Linked DNA regions of Columba livia: region 1 is linked to region 2. A link is a contact called in public Hi-C data. All regions are on one chromosome and are shown on one strand. Each heading gives the region's core, a stretch centred on a gene start, on an enhancer-like site or on the middle of the called end of the contact. The rest is flanking DNA. Distances are from core to core; before and after follow the strand shown.

Region 1 (6,164 bases), core at 1,246-3,745, 40 kb after region 2:
AAGTATGTGTTTCAGTTGCTTGTCAACTCGATCCTCTCAGTTCTCCACTGGGTCCTGTTCTGAAGCTACAATTCAATCCAGTGAAAAGCCCACAAACATACAATCATTCCTATAAAAAACAAAATGGCTTTTAATATCCTTAGACAAGGAAGTTCTGCACTAAGCCAAAGTTCTCACCTTCTGGTGGCATGAACATGTTTAAGCTTCAATTTTCTTCACAGTGTCAAATACAGATTTAGAGGTGAAAAAAAAAGAAAATTAAATAAACAGCAAAAAATCCTATTCTGAATGTGTACATATTTGCCCACCTTACACAATCAGCAACAATTATAAATAATCTTTATTTTACAGTTTATTCTTTCACAAATGCTATTTTACAGGATGGAACGATTATTCATTATTATTGCTTATTGTGTCTTCCATCGGACTACAAGTTTTAGAATGATATAGGCATTTCTGTGCATTTATCAATGATAGCTTCTTTAGTCAGGGAGGGAAGAAGAGGAGAAAATGAAGATTGTATAAGTGGCTGGACTTAGAAGATCCACATCCCTTGCTCTGACTGGTCTTTGAGTTCAATTAGACTGGAGTGTCATACTCCAGCAAGTATGATGTACTCAGTAGAGGAGAGACCTGTACTTTTTAGCACCCTCAACATGTGTTTATCTAATTATAATACTCAAAATAATTTTACTGCATAGCTAAAGCTGCGTGTGCGTAAATATCTGAATTAAAACCTTTGACAGTTCAGTTATAGTGCCTATTTTCAATACAATGTTTTACAAGTGTTTACCACATTTGAAAGACATTATTTATCCATCAATTTTGTGTGTAACTTAATATATTAATTTGAGCATAAAATCACTCAGTAAATTATTGACAGAAGTCACACTACAGTTGCTTTTTACAATCTGTCAATGACTATAAATTATTATGTACAGTAATTATGCTACTGCAGTGCTTGGAAGATATTCATTCAGCTCACATTATTTTCCAGAATCTCCTACTGACACTGAGAAAGTTGCTTAGTTTTTCTCTCGTCCACCTCACATCTCCAAATTAGCACAGGGATTGCCTGTTTCTTTGTACTTCTAAAGTACATTGCACATAGGGATTTTCGAGCAACTACTGTAATATGAATAACTAATCTAGAATCTAGACTATTCCAACTTGGCCAGGAAAATAACTACAGGGACTGTGTAAGTCTGCTCCTGGAAGAATGAATCACTACTTCTTCTCAAGAGGAAGCTGCCAACAGCTCTTGCGGGGGACACACACCAACACCACGCACTTTACTCTGCTGTCTGCTAATGAAATCTCTTCCAGACTGTACTTGCTTGGCTAACAACTGCCTCACTGAAATCACTTCTCCTACGCCACTGCACCTCACCTACGCTAAGCGTAATGATAAAAATATCTCAACCAGTGACCATGGCCAGATGCCTGGTGACTTGCAGATGACTCAAAGCTCTGGTGGCCTTTCACATGGTGGAGCATGCAAAATCCCTGACACAGCTGCATGACCTGGCTCAGAGAGAGAAATGCCTTAGTGTGGTCCCAATGATTCCTCACTAAGTGTTCCCAGATGGTGGCAGATGGTTTTTCCTTCTGTTGAGGCTTCCCAGATGCAATATTCAACAGCACTCGGTGCTGATCACCTCTTCTATCCAACATCTGTACAGAGGCTGTGGGAATTATCACGATGCAGTATATGGACTGCAGTGTTATTAATATCAGTGCTACTTTATATTTTCTTTCAATATGGCAATTACAGATGACCTCTGACACGTCTAATATTGAGAACATACTGAGAGAGAGATGAAAACCAGCTTGATGAAGTTCAAGCCCAAACATATAAAGATGACATGAATTAGAGGAGAAAGCATTTGGAGGATAGAATGAATCAAAGAATGAACGTAGAGGTTTCTAGGATGGATTAGAGAAGTCCAAGGAACAGAGAGGATCATTTTTGAACAGCAGCATTCCCAAAACAACTTTAAGTTTGCAAGAGCCCAGCACTTTTCTGCCCCTTCAACTTTTGCCTCAACACACCCCTTGCCTTCAGGATGCCCATGAGCACAGGATGTGGCCAGGTTGGCCATTCATGTGCTTGGGAATTCCGCACCTTGAGGAGCCCCAACAAAGTTTGTTGACGGTTTTCACATCCCTTGGTCAACACAAGTGGCTGAAAGAGACTGTTTGCCTCAGAGCAATTATCGTGGTAGTCACACTTTGGGAAGAAACACATTTCGTTTTCAGACCTTAAGAAGCCTGGAGTTATTCAGTGTTTCTAAGCATTTATATGGTGATAGTCACTTTGAAAACTTGCCAATTTTTCCACGGGTCACAGCTTTTCACAAAGCCTGCGTTTCTCTCATAACGCAGGCAAAATAAAAAATCCCTCTCCTTACCCGCATTTCCAGGCCTTCTGTAAGTGTATATACTCTCAAGAAACAAACGTTTTTTCTTTGCAGGTTACCTCCAAGTGATTAAAGACGTCTCGGAGGCAGGAGGCCGAGGCAGACCTTTCCCGCAGGCATCTGCGGGGCCCTGGCTCCGCCGTGCGGCACCCGCGTTGCGCCACTACCCGTCGCCTTCCCGCCCGGCGCCTCGGCGAGCGGTGCGAGGCCGCGCCGGGGGCACCGAGGGCCGCACCGGAGGCACCGAGAGCCGCCCGCAACACACCCGCCCCCGCCGCGCTGCCGCCCGCGGCGCCCGCCCGCCCGCGCTCCCTCAGCCTCCCCTGAGAGCGCCCGCCCGCCGCCATTAGCTGGGGGCAGGCTTCTGTCCCCACGGTGGCTGCGGCGCCCTCCGCCAGCCGCCGGCCCCGCCGGTGGGAGGAGCGGGAAGCGGTCCCGACCCCGCGGCGGCCGGAATCGCGAGCGGCCGAGTAAGGCGGAGCCACCGCGGCAGCGGGCAGCTGCGATATGTCGCATCCGTCCCCTGTCGCCCGGCCCAGCAAGCCCTCCAACCCCCGCGCCTTCTTCGATGTGGACATCGGGGGCGAGAGAGGTGGGGAGGGGGCGGGAAGGGAGCGGCGGGGATCCGGGCGAGACCCGCGTGGTTGGGCCGGGGCCGGGGGGCCCGAGGCCGGGGGGGCCCGAGGCCGGGGCCCCTCTGTGCTGAACACGCGGAGCCCGGGCCGGGTGGCGGGGAGCGGGCGGGAGCGGGGCGGCTCACGCGTCAGTCGGGCCGCGGCACCGAACGTTCTCGACGGGGAGGGACCCCGAAGCTGCGGTGGCGTGCTGCGGGCACACACACGCGGTGCCGGGAAGGGGGAGAAACATGGCCCCGCCGCGAACGGGCCTCCTGTGGGGCGGGAGACTGCCTCCCCGCCGGGACCTGCGAGCTCCGCTGGGGTTTCCCCGCTGAATGAACAGGCCCGAGGGAAACAGAGGGAAAGACAACATGGCTGCATCGGCCTCCCGTTCCCTGGGGCTTCCCAGCTGAGGGGTGCACCCGACCGTGATGCCGGGGAGCGGGCACGTACAGCGCCATCAGCGATCCCCTGCGACGCCATCCCTGAACAGCCTCGCCCGGCCAAGTGTAGCAGGCTGGCTTGCTGCCCTGCACCGTATAGGTCCCCGGGGTACCTATGGCCACGGCCCGCACCTACACACCCGCTAACACGTGCCGCCAGCCTGCCGAGCTCGGCCTGGGTGAGAGCAGCCCTCACCCTGCTCTCAGGCCGTGTCCTGCCACCCACGCGTGGGGCCGTGGTGCCAGGCCTCACCTGGCTGCTGCTGGCCTGGGGCTGCCGGGGGGTGGTGGCCTGTGCTAGGCCGAAAGCTCTGGCAGACCCTTGGTCCCAGTCATTCTCTTGGCATCAGTCATTCTCTTGGGATCGGTTGTTCTCTTGGCATGGCTGGTGTTGGCAGAGGTCATTCGAAAATCTGGGCAAATGGTCGAAGTGGAAACAACAAAACAACAACATGGATGCTGGGGTGATATTCAAAAGTGCAGGTTTTCAAAATTTGCATGGGTGAAGATAGATGATGCCTTTTTGTCAGAATATTGCCTCTTGTTTACTCATTCTGCTACTCAATAATAAGTCTGTAAGATGATTTGTCTTTTATTGACTTTCAGTTGTCTAATTTGTTTTCATTCCTGTATTAATTAGAATTAATGTATTTACATTTGGTTTCCGGTGGAGTGAAGATATGATAACTAATTGACTGTGAGGCTGATGAGAAAACAGCAGCAGCAACTGGTGGCAGCTGCTAGGAGTGAGAAATATCTCTCCGAGAAGCCACTTTGTGAAAAGATGAGAATTTGACACATAATCCATTTATCGCCTATTACAGGATCTGTTAGCTACTCAGCTTTCACTTCCTTTAGTTAAAACGTGTACATTTTTTAATAATTGCTTGTAGCATCTGTAACTGTAAATAGCCATTATTCATATGCATGTTAGGTGTTACGGTGTCTTAGTAAAATTGAGATTTAAGAGAATGAGGAATAAGGTTGGCGTACATGTTTAGCATAAGTTCTTAGATCACATGAAAGTCTCCACAAAACAGTCTTTTTTATTGTAGCTGATTTTGCTTGAACAAGCTACATGTACATGTTAAAAGGGACATAAAATAAGTATGCATGTTACAATACATAATTTGACTTTAATATATGCATGTGTGATTTCCCACACACATTTTTTTGGCAGAAAATGCATTTGGTACTTTTGATAGTTTCTGGCAGAATCTGTCTTTATTCCCTGTAAATTACTCTTGATAGTGGAATTCGTTGTTGGTAATAACCTTGCTAAAACCCTAATGTAACTCTGTCAGTGATTGCCATGGAACAAACCCAAAATGTCAGTTTAATAGTAATCTAAATAAATACAGTCAAGTCTGAAATATTAATTACCTTTGCTCTGTAATGCTCAACACATCACCATGTAAAAGACAGGACTTAAAAATATGTCTAATTCTCTCTTTGTCATTTCAGTTGGACGCATTGTCTTCGAATTGTTTGCTGATGTTGTACCCAAAACTGCTGAAAATTTCCGTGCGTTATGTACAGGAGAGAAAGGAACAGGGCCTACCACTGGAAAGCCTCTTCATTATAAAGGATGTCCTTTCCACAGAAGTAAGTTCTATTAAGTTCTCTGATTACCTGCTGGTAACGGAAGTCCTCCATTATCAGTATTTGAACTAATGTTAAATAATATTTTGGAACATTTGTTTAAGAAATAACTTAGCTGAAAGTAAGTTTTTGACTTTTTGAACCTCCTAGTGACTGGATATTTTTACTATGCATTGACAATAGTAAATCATAAATTTACTAGTAAGTTAGTAAAACTAGTTTACTAAGAGTTGTGTGTAGTTTGAAATGGATTTCGGGTAAAGGATTAAATATCAAGTGATGTCCACTTACCTGGAAAGGAGTATTTAGGGGAGACTTGATAAAGAAGGTGGTTTTCAGTTTTATTTAGGCCCAAGTGCTAGTGACAGGAATTGCTCTTCATCTCTGAATTGGTTTTCTTTGTGCCTTTCCTGCCTTGCTGCTATGTTTTATAATTATTTTCTTTTACAGTTATTAAGCAGTTCATGGTCCAGGGTGGAGATTTCTCAAACCAAAATGGCACAGGTGGAGAAAGTATATATGGTGAAAAATTTGAAGATGAAAACTTTCATTATAAGGTATTCTGTTGAAAATACTAATTGTATTCGGTTTTGAAGTTTCAGTGTTTTATATTTTTCTTCAAGTTCAGAATTAACGTTCTTTTTTCCAAGATTAATGTTTTCTCAGGATGCGTCCTGTGTCATTCCCTGTTCCTTTTGCAAAGGCATAACCTTCAAAATGCGGTTGGTGCCTGCAAGGTCTGTCTTTTTACATAAGACTGAGTTCCTTTTTATACTTTTGAAGAAGAAATGTTTGCTTTCAGTATTTTTAAATCCGTCTTTTTAAGGACTATAGTTCTATCTTTTTTTAAAAAATGGGTATTCAAGAAAGGGAAGAAGACTTCTTTTCACCGTACTGTATAGCATGTCTGTGTACCATAGGGCTACAATTTATATAGTGTTTGAAGATCTCCACATTTAAGTATTTCCTGTACACTGTGACTTACATTTTTTGATTATTCTGGAGAAAGGTGGTAAACAGAATCATTGTTCTTAGCATTCTTCTGTGTTCTTGGATGCGTGTAAAGGGCTGTGTAGCTGGAA
Region 2 (5,571 bases), core at 2,780-5,279:
CATCCTCAACACCCTGAGCAAGCTTATGTTTTCCCCTCCAAATCTAATCCATCACTCCTCTGCATAATGTTTTGAAGACATACTAAGACAGGGAACACTTCTACTACAACTATATGGACAAGGTAGCAATAGGTAGTTTCATAAAGATTGCTGAGAATTAAAAAATGTAACCGAGACAATTGGCAAGAAACACAACTAGTAGCACAGCATAAAAGTCACATTATTGCTTTTGTGCACACATGTTATTTTACATGGCAACATGGTATATCGGTTAAAGTTAAGGCTGTCCTGACGTCAGACTCACATTTGCTGCCATGAAGAAGAATTTTCAAGGATTTACCACTGGCCGCATTATTTTCTCAGTTCCCATTCACCTACTCATTGACAGCAGTTACACTTAACCCCCTATATCAAGATAACTAAGCTATAAACCAGTTATCAGAACAGCCTGAGGAGCAGGGCATAGAAATCTTGGCAAAGGCCCACTCATGTAACTGTGAATGAATGGAGATACTACCAGTTACCAGATTTCTACTGTTGTCTTGGTGTCCATCTTAGCTCTGTGAGAAAGAAATAAAAAAAGGTAGCCAGGGCAGTTTAAACTATGAAGGGCCTTCAAGGCCCAGAGAACTCCCCTCCATTCAAGTCTGTTCCTCCTTATTCTTCCCAAACTGCTCAGATCATTCACAGTACTTGAACACTCTTAATAGTTCTATACCAAGTTCTTTAACCAGGCAGTGTAATGGAGTATGACAACAAGGGATCAAGGAAAAAAGCAGTCACGCTATGCAAACAGGCCTCCAAATGCTCTGTTTAACCAGACACAAGACATCTGTTGGTAACTCTGCCCAGCCTACAGCAAGACAAATCAGAAAAATGGCATCTGTATCATAGGTAACTCTCAGATGAGGGGAGTGGATGCAGGAAGGTGCTAGTTATAGAGAAAGCTAAAGTTTTCAATTTCCTACTGACCAAGCTGTGCCCAGAGAGGGTTATACGGATGGGATTTTGCCAGCATGTTCACAGACTGTGATGTGCGCTTCTCAGAGAAGGCCTTTAAGGGAAGATGGTCAACTGGCATTACCGTTGGGACCCAAGCCAGATGATACGTCAGCACCGCCGTTAACAAAGCAGCAAAGAACCTAGGAAAAATAATATGACCAAAGTAACACCAGCAAAAGAATATCCCATTAAGTGTTTTAACACATCCACATGCACTGGGGAGCACACAAACTCTTCTAAGAAAAAGGAAGCAGGAGAAACTTACTGATTTTTGTTGATCTGTTCTATCAAAAACGTAAATTCTTTAAGAAAACGCTGGCATAGCTGATTCTTTTCCAGGGTGCTGGACATCATATTAAGCCACACAGGCTCTGCAATCCTTGGAACAGAATATAGGTTCCAGATTGTAACCCTGCTCAAAGAAAATTCCCAGAAGGGTTAATATGTACATCTCAATCTTGCAAATACAAGTACACCATTTCCTCCTATCACCCATTGATTTTTTTTTTTTTTTTTTTTTTTTGGTAAGATCTGGGAGACTAAACAAACTGGAAGAGCTTCCCAAACATACTAATTGCAAGTGTCCTAGAACAGTGTGTTTAATTCAGTGTACCAGTAACTTAGTGTCTTCATATGAATTACATGTCTGTTTTCCCTTTCTTGCATTTCCCTGTGTATCTATGTTCAGAGAAGCAATCCAGAAATCACTTCGAGGTGAGACAGAACCCATTGTATTCATTGCAGTGCTTCGATTCCATATTCCAGACATTACAGAAACTCTATCCCACCAAATCCTTTGCTCTCTGTCTACTCTCTTGGGTGCCCTTTTTGGCCTCTAGCCATTCCTTCCTCTCTTAGGTACCAAAAAGAGAGCCTTTGACAGCCACTTGCTTCTCACCGACACTGTTGAGTGTCTACGGCTAGGAGTAGCCAACTCATTTGCCTGAATACAAGAATCAATCCACTCGTTCACAAAGGCATCAGCAGAAGCCAAACACCTGATGAGATCTTAAAGACTGACAGTCCCAGGTACAGGTAAGTAAAGCAGAACTACTTGTACTCTCATTCTGAAATGACAGAGCTGGCTTTGCTGAAGTTTTTAAAAAACATTTACCCAGTACCCAACCCAGAAAAGTCATTCACACTAATTTCAAGACTGGTTAAATTACGAGACTTGGCATTCAGTTGCTTATAACTAGAACTGACAAATATCTTTAGACGGGCATGAGAAGAACTCTCCTTGTAATTGAGAATTCCATCAACTCACCTGAATTCTCCCAGGGCATCCATGACACGGCTGATATAAACCTGCACTCTTTGGCTGGATTCTGCTATTTTTCTACATGAGATCATGGCCTTGATTAAGAGTTAAAGACACAAAACAGCTTCTTAAAGGATTCGCATTCTTCATCTTTTTTAAGCTTCATTAACATGTCAAAATAATTAAGATGTAGCCACAGTGCTATATAGCCACTCAGGACAGCAATACCTGCCAGCCTCCCTCCACCTCATGAGAGACCAATCCCTAAGACCAGGCATGGGAAAAGAAGAGAACATTTTTGAGAGAGTAAGGGGAAGACAGCAACAAACATTTGTTGTGTCTGTTTTACTGACTGCATGAAACGATAGATTACCATCATTTCCACAGTCTCCAGGGAGTCACAAAAACCTCACAGTGAAATACGGTGAGAAGAAAAAAAAACAAAACCAAAAACCACCAGTAGCATAAGCTCTCCATTCTCATTCTAACTAGAAAAAGCCTGCACCTCTTTTTCAGCAAATACTGAATTCCTACAGTGGGCTCAGGCTCAAGACTAGATGTGTAAGAAGGGAGGGAGGCTTGAAACCACGCACTCTCCCACTCTTCATCTATCAGATTATAGAATACTTCATTCTGCTTGACACTTATTTTCCCACATTAAACCAAACTAGTGTTCTGTACCTTCTCTATTGCATACTTCAGCTTGTTCATGTGAGATTCAAAAAGAGGAAAGTGAGAGAAAAAGAAATCCTGGAAGTTTCTCTGTGCTTCTTCTTTTTCAGGCAGAGAAAAGATTATGCTGATTGCAATTTTCTTCCTCCGAATCATTGCAGGATTGGAGCTGCAGCTTTCATCAGCCATACTAAACATTTCTTCAGTGGACCTGTAAAACAGATTTGTTAGGACAGTTACCTATGTGCTGAGAGGTAATTAGTCTTCTATCCATATCTCTCTACAGTAGAAGGTAATTCATTCTTAGGTCTCCTTCGACTGACTATCCAAGATTTTGCTGTCATCCATCTCTGAACAGAGGATACCCAACATTTTGATGGATAAGACCTAAGTTTGCTCAGACAGCAGTAAGGCAACCCCCAAAGAGGCTAGCTCCTAAAGTGGTGTGAACTCTTTCCTCTGAAACAGAACTACTACAAAACCCCTCCTTCTTGATCTATCTTTACAGGAGATTAAGAAAAAGGAACGGAGACACAACATTAGCAATCATTAGCAAAAAAGGTTAAAGGTAGTTTCAGAGCTGTGAACTGCATCGAACACTCAAGCTCCTGCCTACGTGATTGGCAGTATGTCCATGATATTCTTGAATTGGTACTGCTGCTCATGAGAGAAGCTGGGAAACATGCTACCTATACTCTTCCAGCATCTTAAGATGGATGTCTTAAGGCACTTAAACATGCAAAGTAAAAGTTTCTATTTTAACTGAAGACAAGATGTCACCACTTAGTAATTACTGTGAAAACACAAACTTAACGCCTACAAATACATGTGTATACATGCTTAGCTCAAAGTTGGATATACTTCAGTTTAAAATGCTGTTTTCTGCTAATACACAAAAAAAAAAACCAACCACACAAACCAGTGGCTACTTTATAACCATTATTATTTCCCCAAGTTCTGTTTATTCACTTAATAATCCTGCCACATTTCTTTTTACAACAGTTATGCCATTTTTCAATATTAGATGAGTTGAAACTGAGATCAACGCTGCTCAATATCTTCTGGCCTGTGGATCAAAGTACACCTTCACTGAGTGTGGAGAAGGTGCCAAGTGGGGGAGAAATGGTCAATACACCAGAAGGCACTGTCCAGAGAAGCTGTGGAATCCTTATCCTCTGAGAATTTCAAGATTCAACAAGTTCCACAGCAATCTGACCTAAATTTCAAGCTGGTTCTTTACACCAGAAACCAATTCAGATGATAGCCACAAGTCTCAGCCTGAAGTTTTTCTGTGATTACACAAAAGGGCTGTTCTTCCATAAATACTTGCATTGCAGTGCTAAATATTGATGTTGCTGCATTTAGAGAACTATTATTTTTTCCTTGCTAAAAGATTCATGATCAATTTCACTGAAAAAAGGTCTTTAAAAAGTATATACTTCAATGAGTGAAATAGTATGGTCAAAACTTCTTTTGGAAAGAACTTTAACTGAATAATGGCTTTTAATCCACTGAGAAATTATAGAGGAAGAAGGGTAAGAACAGACAAGAAAAAGCCATTGGAACACAAATGGAGACATTCAGAGACCAGCTTATATGGAAATAACTTGGTTTTGGACTTTCTTTGTAAGTTAAGACTGCAATATGAGTGAGTGGTAATTAAAAGCTTGAAGGCTTTTCATATCAGAATTATCTTGAAATGGGGCCTGTGGCATTTATAGACCACTATGAAGCAATGAACAAGAAGAAAGTGAATGCTGAGCATTGATTCTAAGTTCATTCTAAAAATAAGTGGTTTACAGTTTAATTGGTTTGACAAAGTTAAATACACAAAAGTTTCTCATCATAGATGTATGAGTCCAGGAATACAGGAAAAAACATGCACAATAAAACCCTAGCAAAAGACAGCTTGTGGGAAACCAGAGTTCAAGACAAAAACATAACCTCATTTGAACTTCAGGAACTTGCATGCAGAGACAAAAATTCCCAAGGAAGTTGGGAAAGGATGGTCAGTCGGCATTAAGAAACATGGCAAGCTTTTGTACTGCTTCCCAGGAACAGAAATTGAAGAATTTAGCTCTGTGAGAGAATCCTTTTCAAGAAAGCTGCTAATCTAGCTTGCCTGCCAACTGACTACATGGGGTTCCAGCTAGACATCTCATTTTCTTTGAGCTATTGGCCTAAAACGTTGGTCACAGAGACAGTAGAATTTGGCTGTACAAACCAAAGTGCAAAATTTACTGTCGCTGAAGTATTCAACCAGAAGCCTACTGTTTCTCTAGCAAGTATTCAGAAAGCACTTCAAGGAACTTTCTATTTGTGAAACTTTAGCTACTTTCTAAACTGGGCTGAAATTATCTTATTTACCCTATGTTTTAACATTTTTGCATTTGCTGCTCACAAGACTAAAAAGTACTTCAATTTACTGAAAGCAAAATGTTTGCTAGGTTATTCTCAACTGCAAGAATGATTTAGAAAGCATGACTGCTACACTAGTAGCACTGCATGATTCTTTGTGTTAAAGATTATTCAGTAAGAACATCCAGGAAAATAGGTTCAAGTGTTGCCACAAGGGAAAGATGCTTTTAAGCTTCTCTTAACTGAAAACAGTGAAGAGGGAGAAAGGCCAAAAAGGA

What was found. Hi-C and Micro-C count contacts between places; a contact is called where the count stands out from the background.
Region 1: a contact with region 2 is called in a Hi-C map of crop, with 1.9 times the contacts expected there. The contact joins the promoter of PPID here to the enhancer-like site in region 2. A contact is called at or near these places in 2 of 2 Hi-C or Micro-C datasets (crop and liver).

Annotation. Positions count from the first base shown.
Region 1 is chr4:44,095,290-44,101,453 of bColLiv1.pat.W.v2, forward strand. PPID (peptidylprolyl isomerase D) reads left to right here and starts at 2,496. Exons shown (of 10, transcript XM_065061451.1): 1 at 2,496-3,012; 2 at 4,945-5,085; 3 at 5,533-5,639. The coding sequence starts at 2,928. It overlaps LOC110362901 (a long non-coding RNA gene), which reads right to left and starts at 2,405. Exons shown (of 2, transcript XR_002420588.2): 1 at 1-2,405.
Region 2 is chr4:44,053,467-44,059,037 of bColLiv1.pat.W.v2, forward strand. It overlaps FNIP2 (folliculin interacting protein 2), which reads right to left. Exons shown (of 18, transcript XM_065061444.1): 10 at 2,945-3,146; 11 at 2,270-2,358; 12 at 1,268-1,414; 13 at 973-1,142. Among named protein-coding and RNA genes, the nearest start is that of FNIP2, 35 kb to the right of the region's middle. Within about 2 kb of position 4,030, at least 1 of the 3 cell types and tissues checked has an H3K27ac peak away from gene starts, as active enhancers do.